7 separate regions of the Mus musculus genome follow, and all the other regions are linked to region 1. The links are chromatin contacts, called in public HiChIP or PLAC-seq and promoter capture Hi-C maps. All regions are on one chromosome and are shown on one strand. Each heading gives the region's core, a stretch centred on a gene start, on an enhancer-like site or on the middle of the called end of the contact. The rest is flanking DNA. Distances are from core to core; before and after follow the strand shown.

Region 1 (4,030 bases), core at 1,338-3,837:
AGGTTGTTTAGTAGGTTAGGTGGCTGAAATAGTTTCAGTTTGGGTTGAATTTAAAACAGGTGTAAAGAAGATGCAAGACTGTTCTAAATGGAGCAGCACCTGTAATGTTTAAGTCAATGATTAAATTTTCATCTCGGGCAGAGTTCCTTCCCATGTCTCATCTGCTCACTTCATTGTATCTAGCTGGATAACACAGGCTTAGTGTTTAGTGTACTAAACATATTATGAGTTAGTGCTGGGGAGCAAACCCAGGGTTGTTTGCATGCTCAGCAAATGCTCTACCATTGAGCTGATCCTTAGCGCCTCCTCTTGTTTGTTCCCTGTGATGACAAGAGTTCCTAAGAACACCTGGGGTGTTCTTAGACAGGGGTTGACTTGTTTAGGATGAGAACTTGTTCATCAATACAGGGATAGATCTCTTTTTTCTTCCTTTTTTAAAAGTTAAAAGAAAACTGTGTGGGTGTGTGTATGTATACATGTGCACTGCAGACACCAGTAGAGGGTACCAGAGCGCCTGGGTCTAGAGTTATACAGTTGGTTGGTTGTGAGCTACCATGTGGGTGCTAGGAACTGAACCCAGCTATCTGCAACAGCAGCAGGTAATTTTAACTCTTGGGCCGTCTCTCCAGCCCCCAGTTTTTCTCAGTTTTTAAGTGGGGTCCTGAGTTAGAGCCCAGGGCTTCATGCAAGATAAGGCAATGCTGTAAACTACATTCTAGATCCAGGAAATAAATACTTTCTTGTTCTGAGATAGGATTTTGCTGTGTGCTAGGATGGCCTCTAATTTGTAGCAATCCTCTTGTGCTGAATTACAGATGTGAACCACCACACCACCAGATCTGGAGCAGGGTAAGACAGACAAAATAAGAAAAGGAGACCTGCGACTTGGAAGTGGTCCTCAGTTGTGTGTTATAGAAAAAGCTTCTCGGGCTGTAGAGATGGCTCAGTGGTTAAGAGCACTGACTGCTCTTCCAGAGGTCCTGAGTTCAAATCCCAGCAACCACATGGTGGCTCACAACCATCCGTAATGAGATCTGACACCCTCTTCTGGTGCATCTGAAGACAGCTACAGTGTACTTAGGTATAATAATAAATAAATATTAAAAAATAAAAAAAGCCGGGCGTGGTGGCGCACGCCTTTAATCCCAGTACTCCGGAGGCAGAGGCAGGCGGATTTCTGAGTTTGAGGCCAGCCTGGTCTACAAAGTGAGTTCCAGGATAGCCAGGGCTACACAGAGAAACTCTGTCTCGAAAAACAAAAAACAAAAAGCTTCTCATAATTACTTATCAATGGCATAGAGTGGCAGCATTCACCTCTCCCTCCTTCGGTGCCCTTTACGTGATTGACCTATTGGTTGTTTTGAACAAGAAAAAATTAACCCAGGAGGTGCACAATTTGAAAGAGAATTTACTTGCTAATAATGAAGTGGGCAGGGAGAAAGCAAATGGGCAAAGGCTGAATAAAAAGGGGGCAAAGACATCTCAAGCACTAAGGTTGGTAGCAGATCATTGTACGGGCTTGAACACTGATGAATCCAGACTTGTTTTGCACCTTTGTTCCTTTGGCTATGGGCCAACCAGAGCAGAACCATATGTACATCTAAGCAGACCACAATCTGAACACGAATCGGAGGTCAGAAGCACATTATATCCACTTGGGAAAACAGGTTGAGCAGCTGATAATGCACTTCACAGTCAATTTGGTTCAAGTTCGTAACCCCATCCCTTTAAAAACGGGGCGATTTCATTCCACTGTGAAAGTTATAATACTTACAATAGAGGGCTTTCTATATTTTCCAAATGGGAAAAGCCTTGATTGCTCTCTATTTTAGCTGTTTTTCATGTCCAACACCTTAAACCGGTTCTGGAAATTCCCCCACCAGTCTACTCTACCTCTACCTTCCTCAACAGCCATGTTCTTTAGCTTTTCGATTTTTTAAACCTTCAACCTTTCGGTATTAGTCCAATCAAAGTTTGCCTTCTTGAACCCGTTCCTCACGTTCGCATCAGGCAACCTTCGGAGAACTAAGTTACCAACCTTGACCTCGACAGCGCCCCGTAATTCTACTATCCCACCACTCTTCTATGCCTCCTTAGAGTTCCGCCCCGTCTCATTCTCGCTCCCCCCACCCCCGCCCCCAGCCGTGAATCGCTTGCGCCTGCGCATCTCCAATTCAGGCGCTTTCCCTTTCCTGACGACCAATCCACTTCCCGCCTCCGGTCCTTGGAACACTCCTCCCCTCTGCTGGGGCCCTGATTGGAGGTGCTGGAAGCGGTTGTCCTATTCATTGCCTGTACATAAAAATTTACAGATAGGAGAATTTCAACGAATATCTGAAGGAGAAGCACATCCTCGAGATTAGGTATAGATTGATCACTTCTTAACCCAGACGAGGGATTGAACACATAGCGAGGGACCGGAGACGAAGGTCCATTTGGACTAGGCAGTCGTGCGGGCAGCCTTTTCCTTTTCCCTCTGCGCTCCGCCCCGCCCCCCTAGCAGCCCGGCCGCGTTGGTGAGTGGCGGGCGGGCGGGCCGACGGGCGGAGGGAGGAGGGGAGCGGAGGGAAGGCGGGCCCTCGTCTGCGAGAGCGGCGGGGGGAGGGGAGGGGAGCCCGAGCGCTGGAGTTGGTGCTGGGAAACCCGGGGCTAATGTTGACAACAGGCACTAGGTGAGTTCCGGGGATCCTCCTTCCCCCTCCACTCCGACGATAGGGACGAGCTGGTGCGGAGGGCTACCGGTCCGGACTCCTGCTCCCCGAGGGACCCGAGAGGCGACTCCGCACTCCAGCTCTCCGGGGGCGGCGAGCAGTGGAGGGACGAGCGGATCGGACGTCGTCCTCCTCAGACCCCTCTCCCGGAGGCTCCGGTCAATGTGGGGGGGATGTCTCGGCCCGGCCGAGGCCGGCGTGAGGGGCGATAGAAGAGGTGTCTGCCCCGCATGCCTGGGCCCAGCGTCGGGGCTGGAGGCGGAGGAGCCTGCCGTGGAGGGGGAAGGTGTTCGGGGGCGTGGAAGAGTGCGAGGAGAGGCTTGGGGCGAGCTCGGCGGTCCGGAGGGAAGCGTGGACGAGGGAGCGGGGAAGATGTGGAGTAGGCAGTCGAGCTGGAGAGGCTGCAGTCTGAGGGAGTGTGGGATGAGAAGTTAGGCTTGGGGCTTAGATGTCCCCACGGAATAGGAGTTGTGGACGGGAAGTGTGTCAATGGTGGGACCCTGAGACCCAGCGGGGGTTTGTGGGAGATTTGTGGGTGATGCGTGTGCAGGGGAAGAGGCTTGGAGCGGACCTGCGGATGGGGGGCAACGGGGCTGTTCGGGTTTACTTCCTTTTAATCAGGTAGGATGGTTGACTGTTCGACTCGAACTCAAGGCTTTCATTACTTCCCTTACAAGCAAGTACTGTTGAACTAAAGAGAAGCCTAGCAGAGGCTGCTTACAGGTTTGGGGGTACGCATGGAAGCGAATAGCCTTGCTCTTAGAAAACCTTAAATGTACCGATTGACACATTAGATGAAAATAAGACTGTTACTGACCCTTCTCATTTGTCATAGTTTTTAGGGGTTCATAAAAGTCGTACAGATCGTCAGGAAAGCCACTTTTGAGCTGTGGTGAAATCTCTGAAAAAATTTGAATAAGTCTCGTACATATATAAGGATTTTGTAAAAGAATAAACTCAGAAACCGGAAGATATCTCTGTGCTGTTCTACCTTTAGAACATTTTGAGTTCAAAACACAGACTTGAAAGGTAAACCAGCATTCTCTTACTCTGTAGTGTTTTCAGAGCAGTCTGATTGTGATTTCATACATAGACCATATGGTACTTAGCAAACTTATAGCTGTATTAGGGGACACCTCCGTTCTCTGTCCTCTCTCCAGGACACTGCATTAGAGTCTGTCTTACTAGTAAAACAGTTTTTACTTTCTTTTGGAAGTTTAGAATGTACTTAGAAAGGCAACTAAAATAATACAGACCAAGTGCCGGGAGCGGTATTTTGGGAGCTAGAAAGGTGGTTTTCAATCATACTTTCCTTTTAA
Region 2 (4,277 bases), core at 478-2,977, 890 kb before region 1:
TGACAGGCACGTGCATACAAGCACCAACACCCTCTCACATAAACACACAGAAATAATAAATATAGTAAAATTTAAAGGGCTTAATTTCTTTTCTTTTGGATTTTGATTTTACAGAAAATCCAAAGAATTCATCAACATGCTAAGGCTCTATAACAAAACTACAGGCAAGCAGATTTGGGGATGAGTAAGTACAGTTCATGGCCAGAAAAAGTATGGGCTACTTAAATGCGGGAGCTCGATAATAACCAGGAGGAAAGTCATACCAACTCCTCTCAAGACTGAGGTGAGACTGAGTCTCTCTCTCTCTCTCTCTCTCTCTCTCTCTCTCTCTCTCTCTCTCGCTCGCTCTTTCTCTCCTCCCCCACACAATTTACAGGCCGGTTGTAAAAACTGTAGCTACTTTCATGGTGTTACACACTACATAAAGTACTGCTCAAACCGGCTCACTATAAACAGATCAAATACACACGCGATCCACAGTGGAAACTTCCCTCGTCCAATCAAGTCCAAGGCAGTCTCTGGTAGTGGCCTCTGCTCTGTTCGGATCTACCCCATTATCAGCCTGGGGCGATGGGCGATAGGCTCCTAACTTCGCTCCCTAAGTCAAAAGAGCAAAGTGGCTGCTTTGGGTCAAAGGGCAGCTTTGGATTCAGTTCTGAAAGCGTAAGTGATCCAATACTGCCTGCCTTATGTGATTTTCTTGAGGTTTTCCATAAGATTGGCCGTTTCAACCTTAAATACTTCAGGCATACATTCATTCCTACACAGGAGTCCTGACCCTGCAGGCTAGACCAGGTGCTGGGTTTCATTTCCCTCTGAGGCTTGCTTACTGCCTCCAATTTACACATTGCCCGTGGTAAAAACAACTCCTTCAAATTTCCCAGCTTTTAAAAATTCATTCTTATTATCTCACATTCCCCCCGCCACCCGCCTCCGTCTCTTTCTGTGACCCCCCACTGCCAAGAGTGTATATACATGCATGGATATAGCACTCTCTCCCAGATAGACACAACAGTTAATGTACCCTTCTGTAAGCCTGTTACTTTGGCAAGGGGTCTCTCTATTCTTCACTGTTCCTGGGCGACCTCATTCAAACTACCTTCATTCCTTGCGACAGTACCTTAACCACTTCCTCCTTAAAATGAACTGACTGCTTGCTCAATCACTCTCAACCTGGGACGTCACCTTCAAACCACCTCGATGACTTGAACTGGAAGTCACCTGCGGCCAGCCGAGACTGTTTTACTATCCCGGGGAAAGAGGGGTGTCCTCTGGGGTGGCCGTCACTCCCCACCCCCACCTCCATCCCCGCCGCCCTGTCACACCAGGGCAGGGTCTGCCTGGGCCTCGGAAGCCTTCTCAGGACAGCCGTCCTACAGGAGGGCCGCCCCAGCTTCGTCACCCTTCCCGCGGCAGGCTCCGGAAGACGGCGACAGCGAGAACCGCTGCCAGGATGGAGTCCGCTGGGGAGAGTCGCCGCGCTCAGTCAGCGCCCGCCACCCCCCGGCCCGGCTCACCGGCCACAGGGATCCTCTCCTCTTAGGTCACTGCTTCGTTGGTATTTTGTCCCAAAGCTCTGGATGCCGACGCCCGCCAGGGACCAGCCGGGGGGCGGCGACCGGGCAGCTGGACGGTGACGCGCGGCCTCGCGACCCGCCAGGCGCCGCTCAGCTGACCGCAGCGCCCGCTCCCGCCCTAGCCAAGAAATTTCCCAGACCACGCCCACTCGGTCACGCCCCTGAAAGCCACGCCCAACGCTCCGCCCCTCTGTAGCTCTTCCTGAGCCCCAGGGTCTGTCTCCGCGGTTCGTTAGGGATAGAGCCTCTCTTGGAGGCTTTAATTAAAAACCAAAGAAGAAAAGAAAGACAATGCAAAATGTGTTTGAGCTCTTGTTCTCCCAGATCCATTAACATATAGCTGCATCAGATGGCCCAGGCAGGTGAGATTGATGGATTGATTCGGATTACACTCAGCAGTCTTAACTGTGCCGAGGATGCCTCTACTTAGACTAGAATGCAAAGCTAGAAAATAGTAGAGAAACCTTCTAGTTTGCATTCCCAGCCCCTGGGCATCAGCAAGGTGGCATCACAGGACACAGATGGCATTTGATCGGAAGGGTGAGCTCCAGGCAAAGCGTTACCTTGACAACCAGACCCCAGTGAAAGGTAACTAGGTAGAAACTCTGGCTAGCTCCTGGGTGGCTCAGAAGATAGCATGAGATTAGGTTTTGTGCTCAAGGTCAAAGAGATGTCATAACCAGGGAAGAATTTTGATTACTGATGAAAGGAGAGATAAGGAACACATGGTTGTGACTGCATGTGCACCTGCACACAGGTTGGAAGGAGAGGTCGGGATCCTCACCAACACAGTAAGAGACAGCTCAACTCAGCTCACCTAATTGCATAGACCGGATCACCTGCTGTCCGTTCCAAGACTTGGTCTCAAATGTTAACCCTAAAGCTGGACAGAGAAGGTTTGAAAAGCTGTGTTGGGGAGCGGGGTGGGGGGGATGGGGACTTGTAATTTTTATGATAGTCTCCACAACTAACACAGAAGACTTCTGTGAACCCTTGTCATGCCTCTCGACCACCACCTAGTTGTATTTGCAGGGCATATTGGCCAATGTCCTTTCATTCTACTGAGTTCTGACACCATGTCCCTGAATGTGGTGGCAGGTCCCACAGGTAAGAATGCCACCCTGCAGATCTGTCTGAGCCTTCCAATGCCAACGGGAAGCCCCAGGCTGTTTTTCCCGAGCCTCTGACCCACTAGCCTGCTGTACATTGGGGTTTACAGAATGTCCTTGTTGGGCTTTACTAATTTGCCATGCAGCTCACAGAACTCAAGGAAACAGTTATGTTTAATGGCTTATTATAAAAATGTATTTTTAAAAGATTTATTTATTTATTTATTATATGTAAGTACAATGTAGCATTCTTCAGACACCCCAGAAGAGGGCATCAGATCTCATCACGGATGGTTGTAAACCACCATGTGGTTGCTGGAATTTGAACTCAGGACCTTCGGAAGAGCAGACGGTGCTCTTAACGTCTGAGCCATCTCTCCAGCCCATAAAAATGTATTTTTAACAGGTAGGTATAAACAGCTAGATGGGGAGCTATGTAGGTGTACTGGCTAGTGTTGTGTCAACTTGACACAGCTGGAGTTATCACAGAGAAAGGAGCTTCAGTTGAGGAAATGCCTCCATGAGATGCAATTGTAAGGCATTTTCTCAATTAGTGATCAAGGGGAAAGGCCCCTTGTGGGTGGGACCATCTCAGGGCTGGTAGTCTGGTTCTATAAGAAAGCAGGCTGAGCAAGCCAGGTGAGGCAAGCCAGTAAAGAACGTCCCTCCGTGGCCTCTGCATCAGCTCCTGCTCCCTGACCTGCTTGAGTTCCAGTCCTGACTTCCTTTGGTGATGAACAGCAGCATGGAAGTATAAGCCGAATAAACCCTTTCCTCCCCAACTTGCTTCTTGGTCATGATGTTTGTGCAGGAATAGAAACCCTGACTAAGACAAATTGGTACTGGGAGTGGGGTATTCCTGTGACAACCTGACCATGTTTTGGGGAGGACTGTGGAAGGACTTTGGAACTTTGGGCTTGAAGATCCATCCGTTGTTAAGAGCTCTGTCGGATGTTGTGTAGGAGCTTGGAAGACAACGTTGAGAACACTGCAGAAGATGGAGGTCTGGTTTGTGAAATTTCAGAGGGAAAATTAAAGACTCTTTTCAGGGCCATTGCTGTTTTGATTGTGAAGATTCTGTAGTTCTGGTTAGCTGGGGCTGAAGAATCAGCTGTGATTAACAAGATACCAGAACTACTAAAGCAAAAACTTTGCATTACTGGGACTATTGATGCTGGTTAGCTGGAGCTAAGAAATTAGCGGTGATTAAGAAGAGACCAGCATCATTGAGGTGACATCTTCTGGGAAGTGTTTTCTGAGAGCACAGTGGCTGTGTTCCAGATATAGCCAAAGTTGTACATTGTGCTGTGGCTGGACTTGGTAATGTGTAAGGGTCACCCAGGTGGTACTGGTTTTGAAGGCATGAAGGAGTTGAGCAGAGCAGCTGAGGCTTGGCACTGTGAGAGGCCATGGAAGGCCATTGGTGAAAGTGCAGCCTCAGTTGCAATTGATGGCCCAGGACTGAAGGGGTCATGCAGTGTTTTGGAGATGCCAGTACCATGGGATGACCCAAGAGCAGCAGCAGCAGTGGAGTACAGGCATCTGGAACCTAGAGGATGATGCGTGTGCTACAAAGGGCCTGGCTGGAGAA
Region 3 (3,894 bases), core at 17-2,516, 830 kb before region 1:
TACCATCCTCCCTCTTTTGTTATCACATTTATTTGTTCATTTATATTCAGTGTGTGTGTATGTGTGTGTGAGAGAGTGTGTGTCTGTATCTGTGTGTGCATGTGCACATGCCACATCATGTGTGTAGAGGTCAGAGGTCTACTTGAGAGCGCTGTCTCTCTCCTACCACTTGGAGCCTGGGGTTAAAACTTAGATCACTGGGGTTGGGGGCAAGCACTTCCCCATCCCCTTACTGGTCCCACCTTCTTTCTGAGACAACTTCTTACCTTTCACTGAACTTGAACTTAGACTAGGCTGGCTGGTAAGTGAGTCCCAGAAATCCCTCTGTTGAGGATTACAAATACACACTACCAAACCTGTCTCTGGCTTAAAAACAAAACAAAACAAAACAAAACAAAACAAAACAAAACAAAACAAAACAAAAACCTCTTGGGATCAAACACAGGTCTTCATGCTTGCAAGGCGAGCTCTTTACCAATTAAGCTGTCTCCCCAGTCCCCAAGCTGAAATGAATAGATTTCCTTTGGGTCGTTTCTCTAACTGAACTGGGTAAAAGGAAACAGGTTCCTGAAGCACAGCAGAAGCAGCTTTTGCTTTGATTAGGAAGTTGGGGAAGTGAGTAAGGGAACCAACTGGATGCTGCAGGGAGATTGCTCAACTTCCCAAGTGCCCTGATTCACTCACATTAGACTATGTTCTGTGACCTTTTGACATGGGGATGCTCAGCTCTTTATCAATAAAATGGGGTCAATATAACAGCTCTTATTGTTGGACTGAGTTGAGTCAATGAGATCAGGACCTATCAGATACTGGGGAATGCTGGGAGAACAATAGCTATCAGTGAATTAATGATTGGTGTTTTAGTGTCTTAGGACAATGAGGAGACATCGAGAAAGGGACAGAGAGGAAGATGCCACATTTTTAAAGGTTGTATAGAATTTCCTGATAAAATATGACAAATGAAAACCATTCTTGATGGTTGAGTCTGGTTCTAATTAGCCTCTTCAGAATGTGACAGCGTCCATCGGAAGAATTTGCGGTGGAGGGATTGCCTCTCCTCCGGAAGTGTTGGGTTCTGGGAAATGTCCACTGGCAGAGGAATTGACAAGGCTAGACACTGAGCCTTCTCTAAGGTCATCCCTGGTGCTCCCTCCTCCCCACCTCCCAGCCACCACAGCCATCCAGCTCACTGCCACACTAGCCTCTGTTTCCCAGCACTTTTGTTTCCAAGTGACCATCAGTACAGCTAATACCAAAGCAGCCTTTGAAAGTTCTGTATGAAGTGCCCAGATTGCCATGGAAACAAAGGGAGCAGTGGTGGAGCCCTGGGGAGGAGGAGGTATCCTTTGTTTAATTGCTGATGAAGATTCGTGAGGGGAAAGGAAATTTCAGGTCTGGGGAAAGGAGAGATCTGTTCACCAGGAGGAAGTAGAAAGTTGGGAACTGCACCCTGGGGGTGGAGGAGCCACCCCAGACAGCACTGTTGCAATCGCTGGCTCTCTGGAGGCATTTTGATTAGAGAGTTTAATGAACAGGACTGTCAGATTCCTGCTAGAGTGGAGAAAAGGCTTGGGTTACAGCGACTATTAAGAGATTAAACAGAGCCTCTGGGGGTGGGGTACAGTACATTTAGTGTATATGCTTCTTGGCTCCATTTTAAATCCCTTTAAATGCATTACCTGTAGTTTCATTAAGGATTAGATCAGAATGTAGAGTGTTTCCTAAATTTTGGAGAACTGAAGTCAATTCAGGTTTATTACCCCCTCTTGCTTTTGAAAATCACCCCCCCTCTTCCAGGTATCCAACCACAGCACAAATTGCACAGTGTTCTAATACCCGTAACACCTGTATTCCATAACGCTCATTTAAAGCTTGACCGTGTGGCAGAGAACGAAGTCATTCTCGATCTGAAAACTACGCTCTCGTTCAAAATGTTCCAGGTAAAGACTACAGGCCTCTAGAATTAATTTCTGTAGAAACTATGGCAAAACAAAACAAAAATAAAGGAAGCAATTTGTAAAAGCTGTAGGTTATTAAGGGTTGACAAGGAAAGTGTTCTTGTATATAATTTCAAGACACACCTAACTGTAACCATCTAGTTACAGAGCTAGGGAGAGAGTAACCTTAATTCTTCTTAAAGATTAAGAGGAGAAGAAAATAAAGTATAATACCCATCAGGACGAGTTGGTGCTTGGTGTTATGATGGTGTTATTTCCAGTAACTAGCTGAGCCCAGATTCTGTTTTATGACTCATTCCTCATCTGCAAAGGGCTCTTGACCTGACAGCAAGACTCAGAGTGTAAAAACAGAGCACAGGCTCTCCTCAGGCTGGAGAATAATTGGTGTCAGAAAAGACCACTCAGTCCACAGCCACCCAATGTGCAGGTGAGGTGTCATGGCAAACAAAATAAAACGCATCTGATAAGTATAGCTTCTGGAAGCCCAAATGAAAAAAAAATGTAAAAATTTATTACTTGTCTTACTGCTAACAAAACCCTTTTTAAAAAATCTATGTGTACATGTGTGTTTGTGTGTGTTTTCTCTGGCTTAGAGATGCTTACAAAATCCAGAAGAGGATGTTGGGTCCTCTGGACCTGGAGTAAGAGGTAGCTCTAAGATGCTGGGAACTGAACTCTCGTGCAAGAGCAACAAGCTACTCTCAACTTGAGCCCTCTCTCCAGCCCCAACAGAAGGGTTTTAAAAATGACAGTGAAATCTACATCATTTATTTAATAATAAAAAAAAATCAGACTTTATTTGAAGGACTGGAAGTCTCTGGTGAGTCTGCTCAGTGAGCCTCACTCCTTGGCATTGCACCTGTGGGTTCTGTTCCATGTTGACTCTGGCATGGCTGACACTGACAGGAGAACACACATTTGACTGATGCATGCACAGTCTTCACGAGTTCTTGTACATCGAGGCTTTTCTTCCGGAAATGCTTTCTTCCCCCTCTTCCTCCTCCTTCCTCCTCAAGCTCAACCTCATCCTCGTCCTCCCCCTCATATGGACGGCTTGCTAAAGTTTGTTCTTTCCTGATACCATGTGTGTCAAATGTATGTTGTCAGGCTTGTTATCTTTACTTGATAAGCCTTCTTGCTGGCCTAAGCTAGCCGTGTGTGTGTGTGTGTGTGTGTGTGTGTGTGTGTGTGTGTATAATAAACATATGTATATATTTAATTATGAGTGGTTGCCTGCATGAATGTGTACGTACCATTAACATGCAGTGACCAGAGGCCACAAGACGGTATCCGATACCCCACAATGGAGTTATAAATGGCTGTGAACCATCATGTGGGCACTGGGAATTGAACCTAGGTTCTCTGGAAGAGCAGCAAGTAGACCACTTCTCCAGCTCTGATAAGACTTTTTTTTTTTTCCAAACAAGAAGTATTTAAGGATTTTAACGACCTTTTCCTTTGTGCCCTGTGATGCCTTAGATACAGCAGCTGCTTTCTGTTTATGTATGCCTCGTGCTGTGTTCCGGTTGCTCTTCCCTTCAGTTCACCCATCAAGTGCTGTACTCTTACTTCTTAATGTTTTGGTATTTGTGCCACCTTGCATCTTTCTCAGTTCCTAAAGTCTATTCAACAGTAGACTTCCCTGTAGGTAACTTTACTGTCCGCTACAGTATTGTATTCAACAGTATTCAACAGTAGACTTCCCTGTAGGTAACTTTACTGTCCGCTACAGTATTGTATTCAACAGTATTCAACAGTAGACTTCCCTGTAGGTAATGTTACTGTCCGCTACAGTATTGTTGAGACGTTTCTGAGAGGAAGAATGCTTGCTTAATTTAAAAGGGGCCCTGTCTGACAGACAGTCCTGAACTGTAGTACTTTGTTCTGCTGAGCAGGCTCAACACCAGCTGGTGCCAGGCTTTGCAGTAAGAGCTGA
Region 4 (3,780 bases), core at 1,030-3,529, 950 kb before region 1:
ATTAGAGCTGTAGAGATGGGGGCAGGAGCAGCCTCTGAAGAGGGATGATACAGCTCTGGAGTGGGTAGTCAAACCAAGTGAGTTCACACACCACACACACACACACACACACACACACACACACACACACACCCTCACCCTCATTTAAAATGCCCCTGCTTAGTAAAGCAAACCATGCACTCTCCAGGCACGTCTTCACTGCTGTGAGAGGACTCCTCAGTCCTCCTAGAGCCTGGTTTTGAATGACACTGGCCTGACTCCTTGGGCACTCACCTCTTTCAGGATGTCTGTGTGCTTGGACTTTGCTTTTAGAATCTTCTGAAATTCCTCGGACTCTAAGTAGGCAAGCTGCTCTCTCCTTTTTTTCCTGGCAGGCTCCAGCTCCTCTGTAGAACAAGGTTCTAGGTTTTACTGAGAAGACCGAGAGAGAGAACCAGTGTGCTTTGCCCTTCACTCTCCCGGTCACCAGCCCCTTCAACCTTGACATCAGGACCCCAGTTGTAACTGGCAAGGGTGACCTCAGTGAACAGAAAGCTGGGTATGATGGCCTACGATCCCATTATTGGCAAAGGTAAGGCAGAAGGATTGCCAAGTTTGAAGACAACTTTGGCTACAGAATGAGCCTTTGTTTGTTTATTTTTTTTTTATTTTATGTATATGAGTACACTGGAGCTGTTGGGAACCTTTATGTGGTTGTTGGAGTTGAAATTTTTTAGGACCTCTGCTCACTCCGGTCAACTCCGCTCGCTCAGTCCCTGCTGACTCTGGCCCCAAGATGGATTTATTATTATACAGAAGTACACTGTAGCTGTCTTCAGACGTACTAGAAGAGGGCTTCAGATCTCTTTACCAGTGGCTGTGAGCCACCATGAAGTTGCTGGGACTTGAACTCAGGGCCTTTGGAAGAGCAGTCAGTGCTCTTACCTGCCTAGCCATCTCACCAGCCCGAGACTTTGTTTAAACAAACAAACAGTAACCAAAAATCGAGCAGAGATTAAGGAGCATAGACCAAGGTGGAGTTCTTGACAAGAAGAGACACTCTTTACTTCTGATTATGGTGACAGAAGAACAAAAAGTTGACTTATAAGCCTATTTTAAATGACATTTAGAGTTCCCGTGCTTTAAAAAGTAAAAACAGCAATTGCTTTCAAAAATCTTATGTTACTATAAAATGCATAAAGATCCAGGGAACAACCCTTTGCCACCTGCTCAGACTGTGCACAATTCCATTCCAAGTTCATGTGATACAGCAGTGACTGGAAACCCAGTCCTCAGGACTCTGGAGCAGGAAGACAGAGCTGGAGCGAGGCAACCTGGACTATTGAGACCCACACTAACACTTGATGTTGGAGGGTAAGCTGTGCTTAGACCCTGTCTTCTCTAAACAGGCTCTGTCCCCCACCATGACGGCGACGCCACAATACCTTCAGGAGAAACTGTGTTGCTATTCTCCACACGCTCCTTCACTCCCAGCATGGCTCGGCCATCCATTTGCTTCCTTACAGTATTGTTTGGATCTACTTTTGTGAGAATCTGGCCTTTTGCCCTTAATTTTGCAATAGCAGCTAACTAGAAACAAACAGATAGACAGTCAGTTGAGATACTGCAGACCACAGCCCTTGGTTCTCTAACAGAAATTGGGCTGTGAGACGGCCCTGTGTGCAAAGCCCGCTGCCTGAACTCTAACCTGAGAACGCACACGGTAGCTGCGGAGAACCTATTCCTGCAAGCTGTCTGCCGACCACATGGGTGGCATGTGCATGCACACACACAAAAGATGGCACTAAAAGTTGATGGGACAAAAATAAGTCTACACATAGATAAAAATGATGTTTCAGAGAAATACGCAATATGAAATGGCAGAAGTATGTTTAGGGCACTTTTGGAAATTTTTGGAAAGTCTATCCAAAAATTCATTTAGCAACTTTTAAAATCAAATGTTCTAACAATACATTTCAGAGACTTTTACTTTTGATACTTCCATGCTGAGGAATAACAGCAGGGAAATATTAAATGTCTTTGCTTGCTGTAAACAAGCCATTATGTTGAATTTCCATATTTAAATCATTTTCAAGAGTAGAAAACTGAGCATGTACCAAAACCATTGCAGACGATTACATAAACCAGCATGGACCTTGAGCCAGGTGTCACAGTGCTCCTTGGTGCCACGTGCTGAGATGTCAGACAAAGTGCGCACGTGGAAGGTTCAGAAGCAGGCCTGTAGTGACGTCTCTCCATCAGCACAGGCAAGGATTACCACGAATAGCCTGGATTTGTTCTGTGTTTGACTGTGAGTTAATTTTTGCACACTGTGTTCATAACCTTTAATCAGTAATAGAATTTTCACAACTCCTAACTTCAGTTACGAGAGCCCCAGTGCAGTTGCAGCCCTGATTAAGAGGCTGAACTTTGCACCATCAGTTTGTAGTCCTAAGGCTACTGTCTCCAGCTGTAGAACAATACCTTCCTGGGGGCTGCCTCCTCCAGACTGACAAGGAACTGTATGTATAGCAGTGATGGCTCTGAGTTCGTAGATAAGCTCAGCGGCTCTATGCTGATACCATTCACATTGCACTTGCTTTGGAACTATGTAGGATGATTGGTTAACACCATTTCGTCACAGAATGCAAAGCCAAGCAATGAAGACAGAAGCCAGCAAAAATAAATAAATCCTTAACTTTCCTGCCTGTCCCCAGGGTCACATGCAGCCACCATGCCTGGCTTTTTCCTTGAGTGCTAGGGATCCAAGCTTAGGTCCTCACGCATACATAGTAAGCACCCCGTTGGCTGCCCGACACCCCAGCTACCTTTTTAGCTTCTGCTGCTGCGCTCAGTTTTGGTCTTGGTGGTGGTGAATCATCAAAGAAGAGAACATCGTCCCCTTCTGAGATGCCTCTGCCCAGCTTGGGCATCCGTGGGGTTGCAGTTCCTTCCAACCTGGGGAACTCAGCCCCAGTTCGAGGAGACTGGGCAGCAGCCTGTCGAGAGGAAGACGGCACTGCTGGGCTCTGGACTTCACTTGAGCTTTGGAGGAATCTTAAAAAGGAATAGGAAGTAACTAAATATGGGTTGGGTATGTGGCTCAATGGTACATCATTTATTTGTCTAGCATGCCCTAGCCTCTAGGCTCCATGCTACAACCAAAACCCAAAGTAAATAAACATAAACGATAAATATATACCCGAGGCTCAAAAGACGTAGAACTCAAAACAGATCAGGAGACCGTGGATAAGCTTGAGTGGACAATTAGTTGTTGGTAAACAATTTCCTTTCTTTGGTTAATAATTCAAACTAGCAACTAAGAACACAGGTTTCTCTCGCCTAACTGAGTATAGTGTGGATTTTCCATCACTTCCTAGCTGATGACCGTTTTACCAACTGGCTTGGCCAGAGATGCTGTCTACAGCACACATCTAAAATTATAATGCAGAGGCAAATAACCACAAATCTGTGTGTGGTTAGCTGTAAGACCTCAGGGCCTCATTGCATCGCCCTGCTTCTCCGTTTATCCTTCAGGAAGGGAATACATAAGAAACCCTTCACAAGGAAGAAGGGAGGAGAAGTTGAAATGGCACCGGGTGAATTACTACAATTCCTTATAGGCATGTACGGAACTGTCAGAAAATTAAAAAAAAAAGAAAGAAAGAAAGAAAGAACCTAAACAAGATGGTGGAGGCACATGCCTTTAAGCCCAATACCCAGGAGGCAGAAGCAGGCAGCTCTCAAGTTCAAAGGCAGGTCTACAGAACAAGTTCCAGGAGAGCCAAGGTTACACAGAAA
Region 5 (4,110 bases), core at 1,398-3,897, 860 kb before region 1:
GTGTTTATCCTGTGGTAATAGACAACTGAAACACAGGAGGGCTAATAAGTACTTTAAACAAGATGTGAACATCTCAAAGATGAGGCAGGGGTGAGCCATTAGTCAGAAGGACAGAAAAGAGAACCACCCAATAGGAGATACTGAATTCCCTTCTGACTGAGTCAGTTAGGCCGGGAGGACTCAGTGATCATCGAGATAAAATTCCTGCTCTCATGGAAGTTAAGGCAAGACTGAGGGAGATGGAAAGGCACAGGGCTCCTCTTCCAGAAGACCTGAAATGAGTTCCCAGATCCCACAGCAGGTGACTTACAGCCTCCTGTTACTCCTGCTCCAGGGATCTACAGACCTGCCTCTGGTCTCTGTGGGTACCTGTACACATATACATATATTACCCCCACAGATGCACACATACCACACACACACACACACACACACACACACACACACACTTACAAATTAAATCTTAAAAAGGAAAACAAATAGCTAGTTACTGGAACTGTTACTGAGTGGCAGACACAAAGAATTTATGAGAAGGGGGCTGGGGAGATAGCCCAGTGAGTAAAACTGCAGGTCCAAATGAAAACCTGGGCATGAAGCATACACCTCCAATTCCAGCTCAGAGGAGGTACAGATGGGAGGACCCCCGAGGCTCAAAGAGACTGTTTCAGAACAAAACAAAACACAAAAAGCAAACAAAAGAACAGAACAGGGTTAGTGACTGAGGAAGCTACCAGATGTTGACCTCTGGCCCTTGCAAGCCCATGCACACGTGTGAGCATATCACATGTGTGTGAGTATATCACATGTGTGTGAGCATATCACATGTGTGTGAGCATATCACAGGTGTGTGAGCATATCACATGTGTGTGAGCATATCATATGTGTGCACACGTGTGAGCATATCACATGTGTGTGAGTATATCACATGTGTGTGAGCATATCACATGTGTGTGAGCATATCACAGGTGTGTGAGCATATCATATGTGTGCACACATGTGAGCATATCACATGTGTGTGAGCATATCACATGTGTGTGAGCATATCACATGTGTGTGAGCATATCACATGTGTGCTTGAGCAACACACAGAAGATGAGTATTACTTGGTGAGGAGCTTGAGGGTTTGCAGAGAAGGAAGCAATCACCTTCCAGGAAGCCAGGAGCTCACAGGGAGGCAGGCAGGAGAGAAGGAAAGTGCTGAGAGGAACAGCCAAGGCAGCTGGCCACAGCGGGGCTGAGGAGCCGAGCTCTGCAGCCCTCCCCAGTACAGCTCCTTCTGTACACAGGATGCAGAATAATGCCGTGTGACCCCCATGCCTGCCCATGGTGTACCTGGACCAAGAGAGGTTGAGTTGAGTGGAATACAAATGAGTTGCCAGCTTTAGGTTTGCAAGTGACAAATGAATCTCAAGTGTCCTTCAGGCTAATCAAAATCTCTCGATCGGAGAAGTGGCAGTCATCACGATTTCATTACCTCTGACTTCTGCAAAAAGCTTTAATTTGGGTTCTTCATATATTATTATATAAATTAATGATTACCAACAGCTTCCATTTCCAGACTTTAACTCTCCTACCTATATAGCCACCAACTTCTGTCTATTGGGCAGATACTGGAAGACCAACAGAGATAGCTGAGCACAATGATTGTATCCCTTGTCCATGAAGTACTCAATGACACAAAAAACCAACAACGTCTTAGTTACTTTTTTTCCTCCTCTGACAAACTCTATAAAGCAACTTACATAAGAAAAAAGTATTTAATTTGGGCTTACAGTTTCAGGGGGTTAGAGTCCATGATGGTGGAACATAGGAATAGCTGAGAGCTTACAGTGTGATCAGAAAGTAGAAGGGGGGTGGAGAGGGAAAGGGGAGAGGGGAGAGGAGAGAGGGAGACACAAGAGACAAGAAGACTCTTTTGAAACCTCAACTCTCATACCCAGCAATACACCCCCTTCTACAAGGCCACACCCCTTAATCTTTCCCAAATAGTTCCATAAGATGGGGACCAAGTATTCAAATATATAAGCCTATGGAGGCCATTCTCATTCAAACCACCACAGAGAGCAACCTTTATATTCTAAATCCAGAGGCGAGTTTGCTGGGATTCTAAGAATGCTTACACCGTGCATGTGGAGCGGTGCACAGCGTGAGCTGGCAGTGCAGATGGAGAAGGAAAACAGAGTCTTGCTGATCAGCTACCACCAGCCCTTGGGCACCCAGCCCTGTGTTCTAACAGTCATTGCTCATGACACAGTGATGCTGAGGTTACAGTTGTGTTACATCAGTGCTAACAATTTGCCTATTTTATTTTTGGCTCCTGGAATAACTTAGCCCTTAGCCAAGCATATGTGATGGTGTTTCTTTTCTCTTTTCCGTGGGGCTGGGGAGGTTGTGTAGCTGTTAGTGATTTGAATATATAGGAAATGTTATTCTTGCAGCCTTGATAGTCAGGGCAAATTGTAAAATAGAAATTTTTGTGAGATTTCAAAGATGAGGATTATTTTGATAACATCATTTACTGATTTAAAAGATGTGATTACCCCAACTCTACTGAGGAGGAAACCTACTGAATAACATAACATAACTTGGGATATGTGTTTTACATCAGTTTAAAAACAACAATGAGACTGTGACTCATCTGGCACTGTTTTCAGATGGCTCATGTTTGAGGAAAAGAACGAGTTTAATTGCCTTTTAATCCACCTCCCCAACCCACACAACAGGGACTGAACCCTGGGCTTGCTAGACAAGTGCTCTGACTCCAACCTGAGTCTGCAGCCCTGGGTTTTCCCATCCTTTTGAGGTGTGAGGGAAAACCCTCTACTCTGTCCCCATCTCCCATGTAAGAGATCAGGGATAGCCAGACTTGAGGGTGAAGGGGGAAAAAATTCAACTTTGATTTGTGTGTGTTTCATTTAGTTTCAGTACGAAGCTGAAACTATTTCTTCCTTTCCCCTCCACCTTCCCTCTGTCTGTCTCTCTCTCTTCCTCCCTTACTCCTTCCCTCTCTCTCGCTCTTTCCTTCCCTCTTTTCCTCTCTTTCTTTCTTTCTTTCTTTCTTTCTTTCTTTCTTTCTTTCTTTCTCTCTCTCTCTCTCTCTCTCTCTCTCTCTCTCTCTCTCTCTCTCTCTCTCTCCGTCTCTTTCTTTCTTTCTTATTGACTCACTGGCCTTAAACTTGTAATCCCCCTGCTTTAATTTCATCCCAAGTGCTGAGACATCTCTAAGTGCAGAATACAGTGCTAACTATAGGCACAATGCCATATACCAGATCTCTTTGTGCCCATTTTTAAGTCTAAGCTGCACTCAGCATATTATCAGTACATATAAGTGAGTCATAGATAAACAGTCACAGTGCTAAGGGTGTACCTCAGTGGTACAGGGCATGGCCAGGACCTCGGCATCCATACCTGGAGCTACCATTGATTCAGTAGCTTGCATATCCAGGCTCTCCCTGAGGTCCCATAAGAGGGACCTCATGCTTAGGTGAACAGCTCCGTATGTCTTCTGCAGGAGGCACCCAGAGGTATGAGTCCTGTCACACTCCGTGCTGGGAAGCACTGGTTACTGTGCCAGGACACTGTGCTTTAATTGTCCAGGTAGAACTGTCTAGTCCTGACCATTGAGCATTGACCCTCTCAGAATCATGGCTGATCTTCTGCAATCCTCTTCACCTTACCCCCTCACCTCTAGGGTCTGGGACACTGCCCCCCACCTCCTGTCTCCTCACGGCTCCCAGCGACCTCCCTATCCTTGCTAGCTCAGGTTTCCCCTCCAACCCCAAAGGAGCTTCAGGATATCAAAAGTTCATCTTGTGGCTCAGTGTCGTCATTCCCCCAATGACTGTCACCCAGATTTTGAAGGAAGAATAACATGGTGATAGCTGCTGTGGCAATATTAGGTGCCCTGTACTTTACAATGTAAAGTGCCGGATGTGGCACTCAGTGGCTGTATGTGGCAAGATAATTAGAGGCAAGATAATTGAGGCAGAGAGCTGAGGTTCAGCATCTGATCTGGAACTGCAAACAATGGCCCACCAGCATCAAGTGTTGGGGTCTTGCTGCTCCCCCACCTGCTTGTTGTTTCAAAGCAGGACCTCATGTAACCCAGGC
Region 6 (4,165 bases), core at 1,587-4,086, 940 kb before region 1:
CTCTAGAATCATCAGCGCATGCACTCTGTGTGGCTCTAGAATCATCAGCGCATGCACTCTGTGTGGCTCTAGAATCATCAGCGCATGCACTCTGTGTGGCTCTAGAATCATCAGCGCATGCACTCTGTGTGGCTCTAGAATCATCAGCGCATGCACTCTGTGTGGCTCTAGAATCATCAGCGCATGCACTCTGTGTGGCTCTAGAATCATCAGCGCATGCACTCTGTGTGGCTCTAGAATCATCAGCACATGCACTCTGTGTGGCTCTAGAATCATCAGCACATGCACTCTGTGTGGCTCTAGAATCATCAGCGCATGCACTCTGTGTGGCTCTAGAATCAGCACATGCACTCTGTGTGGCTCTAGAATCATCAGCGCATGCACTCTGTGTGGCTCTAGAATCATCAGCGCATGCATTCTATGAGCTTTGCTCATCAGAGCAATACTTTTTCACTGAGATTTTTCTTTGCACAAATCCCTGAAAAAACAAGCAAAATTCAAAAGAAATGACTACCAGAATTTAAAACGGATCTAGACTAAAACCATTTCAAAAGATTTCCACATGCAAAGTAACTCTGGAGTCAGACCACCCAGTTCAGTTCCCTGGTCTGACATGTAAGTTGGATGTAAGTGACTAAGCAGTCCTGGCTCCCTGCTACTTTGTGGTAGAATGAAGGATGAAATGGTAGTTTTCCACAAACCAAAGAGGAATCCATAAAACTAGAAGGCCTTACCATCCATGTTGTCAAAAGAACAGCTGAGATGACAAGAATAGAGGAGGATCAGGTAGGCGGTCCAGGAGACGCAATGAGGAGCCTTGGCTGCATACAAATCAGCATTAGAGCAGTCACTGGCCTCTTCTCACAAGGTACATCCACCAACCCCACCTCCCAGCTGCTAACTTAGGGTTCTCCTGGCAGCTGGCACGTCCCATCCCCTCTCCCATTACCAACAGCTCAGGGGCATCCCCTCCCCTCACATATGCAGAGCACTCTGTTGCTTCTACCTGGCTTCTAACTGTGGTTAGAGACCAAGCTACAGTGCAGTGTAAGGTGTGAGACTACTACTACAGACTCAGTGCAAAAAAGAACTACTCAGGCTGGGGGAAATGTTACAGTTATTATCCTGTTTTATTGTTATAATGCACCTGAGGTCTACTTTATCCATTGAAGCAGGAGAGACATAGCTCTACCACGAGTTAGGATTTGACTTCCACGCTAACCAGAACAAGTAAGATAGAAAGATAAAGGCTGGATCGATGGCTCAGTGGTTAAGAGCACCGACTGCTCTTCTGAAGGTCCTGAGTTCAAATCCCAGCAACCACATGGTGGCTCACAACCATCCGTAATGAGATCTGATGCCCTTTCCTGGTGCATCTGAAGACAGCTACAGTGTACTTAGATATAATAATAAATAAATCTTTTTAAAAAAAAGATAGAAAGATAACATTGAAGCTAGGTATGGTATCAAACTCCTTTAATTGCAGTCCTGGGGAAGGTGGAAGCAGGTTGTCAGAACCCTGGCCATTCTGCCAAACAGTGAACGAACTCTGAGAGAGGCCCCAGAGGGGAAAGGCAGAGAGAGGGCCTTTAACCTCAAGTATAGCTTGCTCCCTGGATGGTTCTTGGACCTGATTTCCAGCCTCCTTCAACAAACATTTGCATTCAATTTATAAGACATGTTTGTTCCTGTTGTATGTGGGAGCATGGCTATAGAACCCACTCTGGTAAAAGGATTGGGTTTTGGTGCACCCCGAATCTGGATATGGCCTTCTGCCTTGCTTTAGTGTTTCCTCAGATATAAACCCTACCGTGTAGGCCAGGCAATTGTGCTTAACTTGTTCTGTTCTGGCTTACGGTATACTTATTTACATTCTGCTGCTTTCAATTATCCTTAGAACCACATCCACAATGCCCGCCTGAGAAGCAATGGGTGGGTACCTTCTTCCTTGTTTCTATTTCCTCAATTCCCTGTGTTTGCATCTTCCTGCTAGATTAGCTTGCTTTCAGCTTCTTGAACTGTTTTCAGCTTAGGCATTTTGTCTAGAAAGCTCTTTTAGAGTACTTTCTCATCTCCAACTAGCTAATTTCTGAGCCTTTCTAGTCGGCCATACCCCGAAGGTTCCCTCTAGAGCCCCTCTGCCCTAGTTAACTGCACATTTGTCCACCACTGTGTGCTTGTTATAAGGATCCTCTTCAGAGTGCACCACCACTGTCCGGCAGAAATAAACTTTTAAAAAACAAAAATAAAAGGGCGCTCTTAAAAAAAGAAAACAACCGGGTTGGGGAGGTGGCTCAGCGGTTAAGAGCATTGACTGCTCTTCCAAAGGTTCTGAGTTCAAAGCCCAGCAACCACATGGTGGCTCACAACCATCTGTAAGGAGATCTGACGCGCTCTTCTGGTGTGTATAAAGACAGCTTACATATAATCAACCAATATTTAAAAAGAAAGAAAAAAGAGAAGAGAAGAGAAGAGAAGAGAAGAGAAGAGAAGAGAAGAGAAGAGAAGAGAAGAGAAAAGAAAAGAGAAGAGAAAAGAGAAGACAACCCAAAACGGGCTCCTTAAGCACTCGAGCCCTCCATCTTCCAGCCCCGGCGCCTTGCCCGTTCCAGCCTCGGCCAAAGGTCGCCTGCTCCGCTGGATCCAGATCTCGGCGCCTTTGCCCCTCAGAGCCCGCGCCTCTCCCTCAGACCCCAATCCCTGCGTGGATGCCCAGAGTTCCGGACACACGCAAACCCCGTGACGCTTACCTAAGACCCGGGCCTCTTCCCGGTCCACAGCGGATCCCGCCAAAAAACTAAATTGGGCTCCGCCCAACTCTGACGTCGACGCGTTCATTTGTGGAGGACGCTCTGATTGGCTCCACCGGAACTCTTGGACCACACAGATCCTTGGCTGGGGGAAGCACCGCCTCTCAGTAGAGCAACCTGATTGGCCATCTTTGTTATGGGCAAAGAACTTCCGGTTGGTGAGGCTGCAGATTCCCATAATTAAGATTCACATAGCAGAGCTCCAGCCCATCTCTGTAAGTTAACACTCAACTGGTTTCCCTGCTGGAAGTAAACTTATTGAAGTCCCAACCAGTTTTGCTGCTCCTATGTCCAGTTTAGATATTAGGATTTGAATAGAGAGAGAGATGAAAGTTTCTACTTTTCACTCTGTCTGACCTACAGGAACTACCATTTCTTCAGATTTTGTTTCTACACCTGTAAACGAGGGAAAGGCTAGATATTTTTGGACGCAGAAAACAATATCCCTAGAATAGTGCAGATTCAGGGAACTAGATTATGTCAGAGTTGAGAATAATTTATCAGATCATTCTTCAGTAAAATTCAAACTTTTCTTTACAAGTATTTATACATAGGTCTAAAACCATTTTCCAAATGCAGAATATTTACCCTCCATAATTCCAAAGACTTCCATGCACAGTTTTGTTGATGTTTAAGACAGGGTCTCTCCAAGAAGCTCTGGCCTTGACCTTTCTGTGTAGATCAGGTGAGCCTTGAACTCAAGACTCTGCTTCCCACCTACTGGGTTTAGAGTGCCTGCCTGGATTACTTTAAAACAGTATGTAGCAGGATCCAGAGTGTCCTGGGATTCCTCCTCCCTCCCCCTCTTCCTTTTCCTTTGTGCTGATGATTGGATAACGGGGTTCATGGATTCTAAGCATGCCCTGTGCCACTGCCATGGAGCTGGATTCACACCCCTGGCCTAGGATTCTTGAAACCTGCCTCAGCTTCAAGAGTGCTGGGATTACAGTGACCACACGCACCTCCAAGTGACACTCTTTAGAGTCTGAATTCATCCACTAGTTGATTTGAGATAAGACAGCATTGGTGTCTCTATCTCTCCACTCTGTTTACCCAGTGTGTGACTAGAAAGCAAAGAATCTTGATGCCTGGACACGGAGTTTTCTTCTTCTCCATCTCATCGTTATCAAAGCCTGTGCTCCTGGCTCAGGATTAGGAATAATTCTAGTATGAAAATTTCACAGTGATAAAGAGACTTCAATAATTAGATAGGCCAGTCCTTTTTTTTTCTTTTTTTTTTTTTTTCAAGACAGGGTTTCTCCGTGTAGACCTGGCTGTCTTGGAACTCACTCATAGACCAGGTTGGCCTCGAACTCAGAAATCCGCCTGCCTCTGCCTCCTGAGTGCTGGGATTA
Region 7 (3,874 bases), core at 968-3,467, 920 kb before region 1:
TTACACTTAAGAACTGTCAGCTCCAGTCTGTTACTCAGCCATGACAACTCATTCAGCAAGCTGTAGTCACTTTTGCCTTGCCAATAAGCACTTCCTTGGCTAAAACACGTTCTTTCTTGCTTTTTAAAGATTTATTTGTTTATTTATTTATTACATGTAAGTACACTGTAGCTGTCTTTAGACACACCAGAAGAGGGTGTCAGGTCTCACTATGGATGGTTGTGAGCCACATGGTGATGTGGTTGCTGGGACTTGAACTCAGGACCTTCGGAAGAGCAGTCGGTGCTCTCACCCACTGAGCCATCTCTCCAGCCCAAACACTTTCTGAGAAGGTAACAGCGAGTGAGCGTAGCATAGCACTGTTCCCAGTAGATGAGTTCAGATCTCAGCACACACGAAACCAGATCAATGTCCCATGAGAACAAGCCTACTCTGATGAGCCTGAGGCATGGATACTATTATTTATCTTGTTACTTTAGCTTTGATGTTACTTTAGTTTACATTTAAAAGGGATCAGGTCCTTATTGGACAATGCAGCTCACACCTCTAATCCCAGCACTCTGGAGGCAGCAGGGATGGGTAGAACTCTGAGTTCAAGGCCAGCCTTGTCTATGCAGTGAGTTCCAGGCTAGCCAAGGACACATAAAGGCTCTTTCTCTAGATAAACAAACAAACAAACAAACAAACAAACAAAAGGTTCTCTCTCTTTTTTTAAAGCTATAGTTTAAGAGAGTTATAAAATTTTTTTGTTTTTTAATGAAGTAAAAAGGCCTGGGGGATTACCCAGTCCCTAGTGCCTGCTGTGTGTATGAGATCTGAGGCCAGTTCCTCAGCATCCATCTAAAAGGTAGATATGGTGATAACTCTTGCTTGCAACCCTAGTCCTGGGGATGCAGAGACAGGAGGGTGCCTGGTTTGCTGGCTGGCCAGCCTAGCCAATTGGTAAGCTTCAATAAGAGAGACCCTCAGAAACTAAAGTGGCCTGTCTCAAAGAAAATACCAAAGTCAGCTTTTGACTTCCACATGAACATGCCAATATGTACATGGACCCCACCCCCTACACCCTGCCCCCTCTGGAAAAGGAAAAGAAAACATGGTGCTTATGTCAGAGACCTGTAATCGTAACTACTCAGGAGATTGAGCAGTAGGCTTGCAAGTTCAAGGTCTGCTCAAGTAACTCTGAGACCCTGTAAGAGGGAAGGCAGGAGGGTGTAGCTCAATAGTAGAACATTTGCCAAATATGCAAGAGGCCCTAGGCTTATTCGAACATCCTTACTAATTTAAACTAAATGCTGTAAAACCAGGGTTCCAAGTTCAGTGCCAGCAGGCAAGATGGCCTTGCACAGTCTCAGCCAGTAGATGGCTATAGCTAGCTGTCTCGCTCCACTGTTGACAAGGAGCCCAGGCTCTCAGCTTTCCTACAGACACACCCTCGGGAAGTAGGAAAAGCCCTTGCCCTGCCTGGAGACATCAGCACCCCCTCCATACACAAGTCACGTTTTATATACAAGCTGAGGTGAAAAGCTATAATAATTCTGTTACAACTGATAACCGCAAAGCAGTTCTTGAGAGTGGATTTAGTTGAGGGGTCATTTGGTGGTTCAATCCCCAGGCTATGGAAGTACCTTTGCTCTGTAAATACCTGTTGCTTGGTTAGTTCTTCAATTGTTTTCAGTGCCTTATTATGTTCTTGAAGGAGCTTGTTGTGAGTTGCCTGCAGAGTGGCTAACCTGGACCTATTAAAATGTGATATTAAAAGTGGAATAATGAGGGAAATATCACAGAAGCCCATCCTCCTGTCTCCCTAACAGACTTTGAAAACTCAAGTAGAAAAATCTCTTGGTTTTTTTCCATCCCACCAACTTTTAACTCTCAGCTTGACAGGACCAGGAGTCACCTGAGGAAAGTCTCAGTGAGAGATCGCTTCCATCAGGTTGGCTCAGGGGCCTGTCTGTGAGGACTGTCTGCACTGCCTTTACCCATGTCGGATGACCTGCCACATGAAAGCAGTGACACCGGCCAGTCCCTAGCTTAGGGCTCTCGATTATCCCAGCACTCGGGTGTAAGAGGCAGGTGGATCTCTGTGAATTCTGGGACAGCCAGAGAAACACAGACCAATCCTGTCTCAAAAAACAAAACTAAGCAATAGAAGTAGGCAAGGCAAGCTGAGAACTAAGCATTCATTTCTCTCTGCTCTTGACATGATGTGAATGGGCTTCCAGCCCAGAGCGCCTTGGCCAACTCCCTCCCAGTGAGTGGCTGGACCGTGTAAGCTAAGATAACCCCTCTGTCCACGAAGTTGCTTTGTCAGGCTATTTTATCATGGAACAGAAATGAAACTACAGCCACCACTTGTCAGCATTTTTCTTACTCTCAAAGAAAATGGTATCTTCCATAAGACTGTCTTTCTCTCAAAAGATAGAATAAAAATAATTTTCCTATTTTTGCTACAACGCAAAACTTTAATCTGTCCAGGAGTCTCCTAGACATCTAGTTTCCAGATGGTAAAACAGATTTTATGCCATGACTCCCAGGTACACCCCCACCCCCACCCCACCCCATCTGTATTTGGCCAGCTGTCCTTCCCCTTCTGGGTGAGCTGCCGCCCCACCCCGCCCCGCCCCCGCCCCGCCCCCACCCCACGCACACAGGTGCACACACTCACTTCTCCTCCTCTGTCTTGGCCTGCTCCATCTTGATTTCGGAGCGCATGCTCTCCACCTGCAGCTCTAACTTCTTGTTACTGTAAACGAGCTCTTGCTTTTCATTCAGCTCTGATGGTGTTGCAGAGTTCTTCCTCTCCAGAGCCTGACACCTGAAAAAGATGAATATTCCCCGAGGAGAAACAACACTTTGTCACTCTCCCTGGCTTCTGCACAAATCCTCAAGAGGATATCAAGTACAGAGTGTGGTAGGGCCACAGGGCAAAACACTTTGTTCTTTTTGCTTCAGGTTTGCTTTCTTGTTTTGTTTCTTCCCGCCTTATGGTGGGTGGGATATTTTAAACATCTTATATTTTTAATATATTTTTACCCAACCTGAACTAAGGAGCAAATTACAGCAAAATCCCTGGGCACCCTTCAGAATCTAAAGTCTGCCTGTCACAAAGACTCTCATTTCTGATGAGGATCCAGTAAGAGGAAAGGAAAGCCCCGAGCATCTCCTATGAGAGCCGAAAGACAGATACACTATGGCTATGTGCAGGGTGTTAATGCCAAGTACAGCAAATCTCTCACATCACAATACTATATGTAGCTCTGTACAGGGGTTACAGAGGTTGGTGCTCTTCACAGCACAGTGCAAGTCCTCTTGTGTCCTTATGACCCGTGTGACAACAGCTTCAGGAATACACACCAACACTAAGTTCTCTTTTTCTGAACCGTCTATCAGGTCCCTGCTTGTTTTAATACAGTAACAAAACTGCTTTGCTACAGTAACGCACTTCATAAATCATGCGAGGAAATTAAATGAGTTATTACTTTTCTTGAAGTCTCTTCTTCATCAGCTCAGCCTCACTGAGTTTTGTGTGTGCCTCTTGAAGCTCCTTAAACAGAGAGGTCACTTGAATGCTCAGTGTTTCCACTTCGCTTCCAACCTGTCAGACAATGTCAGACATTCACGTGAGACAGAGCATTCGAGAGGAGGTGGACCTTGTGTGAGGAGAAAGTATGGACCACTAATATCCAGCTAACACGGAAACCCTGAGTAGACTTGATTTGCGCAAGACTTCCCCAAGTGACTTATGTGAAAAGCAGTCTGGGCAAGCTTGTGTTTCTGTGCACCACATCCACTATCAGTCTAGGCCTGTGTGATAATGGATTTACTGCTAAACCTGGACCTACTCAGGCTTCTGGGATCACAGGTCACCAGGTCA

Evidence for each region. Promoter capture Hi-C pulls out the DNA fragments that hold promoters and counts their contacts. HiChIP or PLAC-seq counts read pairs in DNA pulled down with a chosen protein or histone mark. Capture Hi-C pulls out chosen DNA fragments and counts their contacts.
Region 2: an H3K4me3 HiChIP or PLAC-seq map of bone marrow-derived macrophages shows a contact between it and region 1, with 5 times the contacts expected there. The contact joins the promoter of Optn here to the promoter of Upf2 in region 1. A contact is called at or near these places in 11 of 39 promoter capture datasets (the 3T3-L1 cell line, 3T3-L1-derived adipocytes, the HPC-7 cell line and 6 more), 2 of 484 Hi-C or Micro-C datasets (B cells and LSK cells), 12 of 115 datasets of contacts at active chromatin or transcription factors (bone marrow-derived macrophages, embryonic forebrain, embryonic stem cells and 6 more) and 4 of 9 other capture datasets (adipose tissue, embryonic stem cells, liver and 1 more).
Region 3: a contact with region 1 is called in a promoter capture Hi-C map of stem cell-derived epiblast-like cells, with 3 times the contacts expected there. The contact joins the enhancer-like site here to the promoter of Upf2 in region 1. A contact is called at or near these places in 9 of 39 promoter capture datasets (the 3T3-L1 cell line, 3T3-L1-derived adipocytes, the HPC-7 cell line and 5 more) and 3 of 115 datasets of contacts at active chromatin or transcription factors (bone marrow-derived macrophages, embryonic basal ganglia and embryonic stem cells).
Region 4: a promoter capture Hi-C map of liver shows a contact between it and region 1, with 4 times the contacts expected there. The contact joins the enhancer-like site here to the promoter of Upf2 in region 1. A contact is called at or near these places in 12 of 39 promoter capture datasets (the 3T3-L1 cell line, 3T3-L1-derived adipocytes, the HPC-7 cell line and 7 more), 1 of 484 Hi-C or Micro-C datasets (bone marrow-derived macrophages) and 5 of 115 datasets of contacts at active chromatin or transcription factors (embryonic stem cells, hepatocytes, large pre-B cells and 1 more).
Region 5: a FOXA1 HiChIP or PLAC-seq map of pancreatic cancer cells shows a contact between it and region 1. The contact joins the enhancer-like site here to the promoter of Upf2 in region 1. A contact is called at or near these places in 13 of 39 promoter capture datasets (the 3T3-L1 cell line, 3T3-L1-derived adipocytes, the HPC-7 cell line and 8 more), 1 of 484 Hi-C or Micro-C datasets (rod photoreceptor) and 11 of 115 datasets of contacts at active chromatin or transcription factors (bone marrow-derived macrophages, craniofacial prominence, embryonic forebrain and 7 more).
Region 6: a contact with region 1 is called in a promoter capture Hi-C map of liver, with 3 times the contacts expected there. The contact joins the promoter of Mcm10 here to the promoter of Upf2 in region 1. A contact is called at or near these places in 6 of 39 promoter capture datasets (the 3T3-L1 cell line, cranial neural crest, embryonic stem cells and 2 more), 4 of 484 Hi-C or Micro-C datasets (CD4 T cells, bone marrow-derived macrophages, regulatory T cells and 1 more), 14 of 115 datasets of contacts at active chromatin or transcription factors (the 230-238 cell line, embryonic stem cells, epiblast stem cells and 4 more) and 2 of 9 other capture datasets (adipose tissue and liver).
Region 7: a promoter capture Hi-C map of liver shows a contact between it and region 1, with 3 times the contacts expected there. The contact joins the enhancer-like site here to the promoter of Upf2 in region 1. A contact is called at or near these places in 9 of 39 promoter capture datasets (the 3T3-L1 cell line, the HPC-7 cell line, cranial neural crest and 4 more) and 9 of 115 datasets of contacts at active chromatin or transcription factors (the 230-238 cell line, differentiating embryonic stem cells, embryonic stem cells and 1 more).

The regions. Positions count from the first base shown.
Region 1 is chr2:5,948,882-5,952,911 of GRCm38.p6, forward strand. Upf2 (UPF2 regulator of nonsense transcripts homolog (yeast)) reads left to right here and starts at 2,588. Exons shown (of 22, transcript NM_001081132.1): 1 at 2,588-2,672.
Region 2 is chr2:5,062,390-5,066,666 of GRCm38.p6, forward strand. It overlaps Optn (optineurin), which reads right to left and starts at 1,728. Exons shown (of 14, transcript NM_001356487.1): 1 at 1,518-1,728.
Region 3 is chr2:5,115,830-5,119,723 of GRCm38.p6, forward strand. No RefSeq gene overlaps it. Among named protein-coding and RNA genes, the nearest start is that of Gm39755, 14 kb to the left of the region's middle. Within about 2 kb of position 1,267, at least 49 of the 459 cell types and tissues checked have an H3K27ac peak or open chromatin away from gene starts, as enhancers often do. A contact at or near this core is called in embryonic basal ganglia, where this site is marked.
Region 4 is chr2:4,994,297-4,998,076 of GRCm38.p6, forward strand. It overlaps Mcm10 (minichromosome maintenance 10 replication initiation factor), which reads right to left. Exons shown (of 20, transcript NM_027290.3): 14 at 2,808-3,036; 15 at 1,425-1,569; 16 at 274-386. Among named protein-coding and RNA genes, the nearest start is that of Mcm10, 17 kb to the right of the region's middle. Within about 2 kb of position 2,280, at least 10 of the 459 cell types and tissues checked have an H3K27ac peak or open chromatin away from gene starts, as enhancers often do. A contact at or near this core is called in 3T3-L1-derived adipocytes, hepatocytes and liver, where this site is marked.
Region 5 is chr2:5,092,859-5,096,968 of GRCm38.p6, forward strand. No RefSeq gene overlaps it. Among named protein-coding and RNA genes, the nearest start is that of Gm39755, 8.5 kb to the right of the region's middle. Within about 2 kb of position 2,648, at least 28 of the 459 cell types and tissues checked have an H3K27ac peak or open chromatin away from gene starts, as enhancers often do. A contact at or near this core is called in pancreatic cancer cells, where this site is marked.
Region 6 is chr2:5,009,955-5,014,119 of GRCm38.p6, forward strand. It overlaps Mcm10 (minichromosome maintenance 10 replication initiation factor), which reads right to left and starts at 2,837. Exons shown (of 20, transcript NM_027290.3): 1 at 2,751-2,837; 2 at 735-821. The coding sequence starts at 741.
Region 7 is chr2:5,031,489-5,035,362 of GRCm38.p6, forward strand. Optn (optineurin) reads right to left here. Exons shown (of 14, transcript NM_001356487.1): 8 at 3,480-3,595; 9 at 2,666-2,815; 10 at 1,643-1,736. Among named protein-coding and RNA genes, the nearest start is that of Mcm10, 21 kb to the left of the region's middle. Within about 2 kb of position 2,218, at least 25 of the 459 cell types and tissues checked have an H3K27ac peak or open chromatin away from gene starts, as enhancers often do. A contact at or near this core is called in the 230-238 cell line and liver, where this site is marked.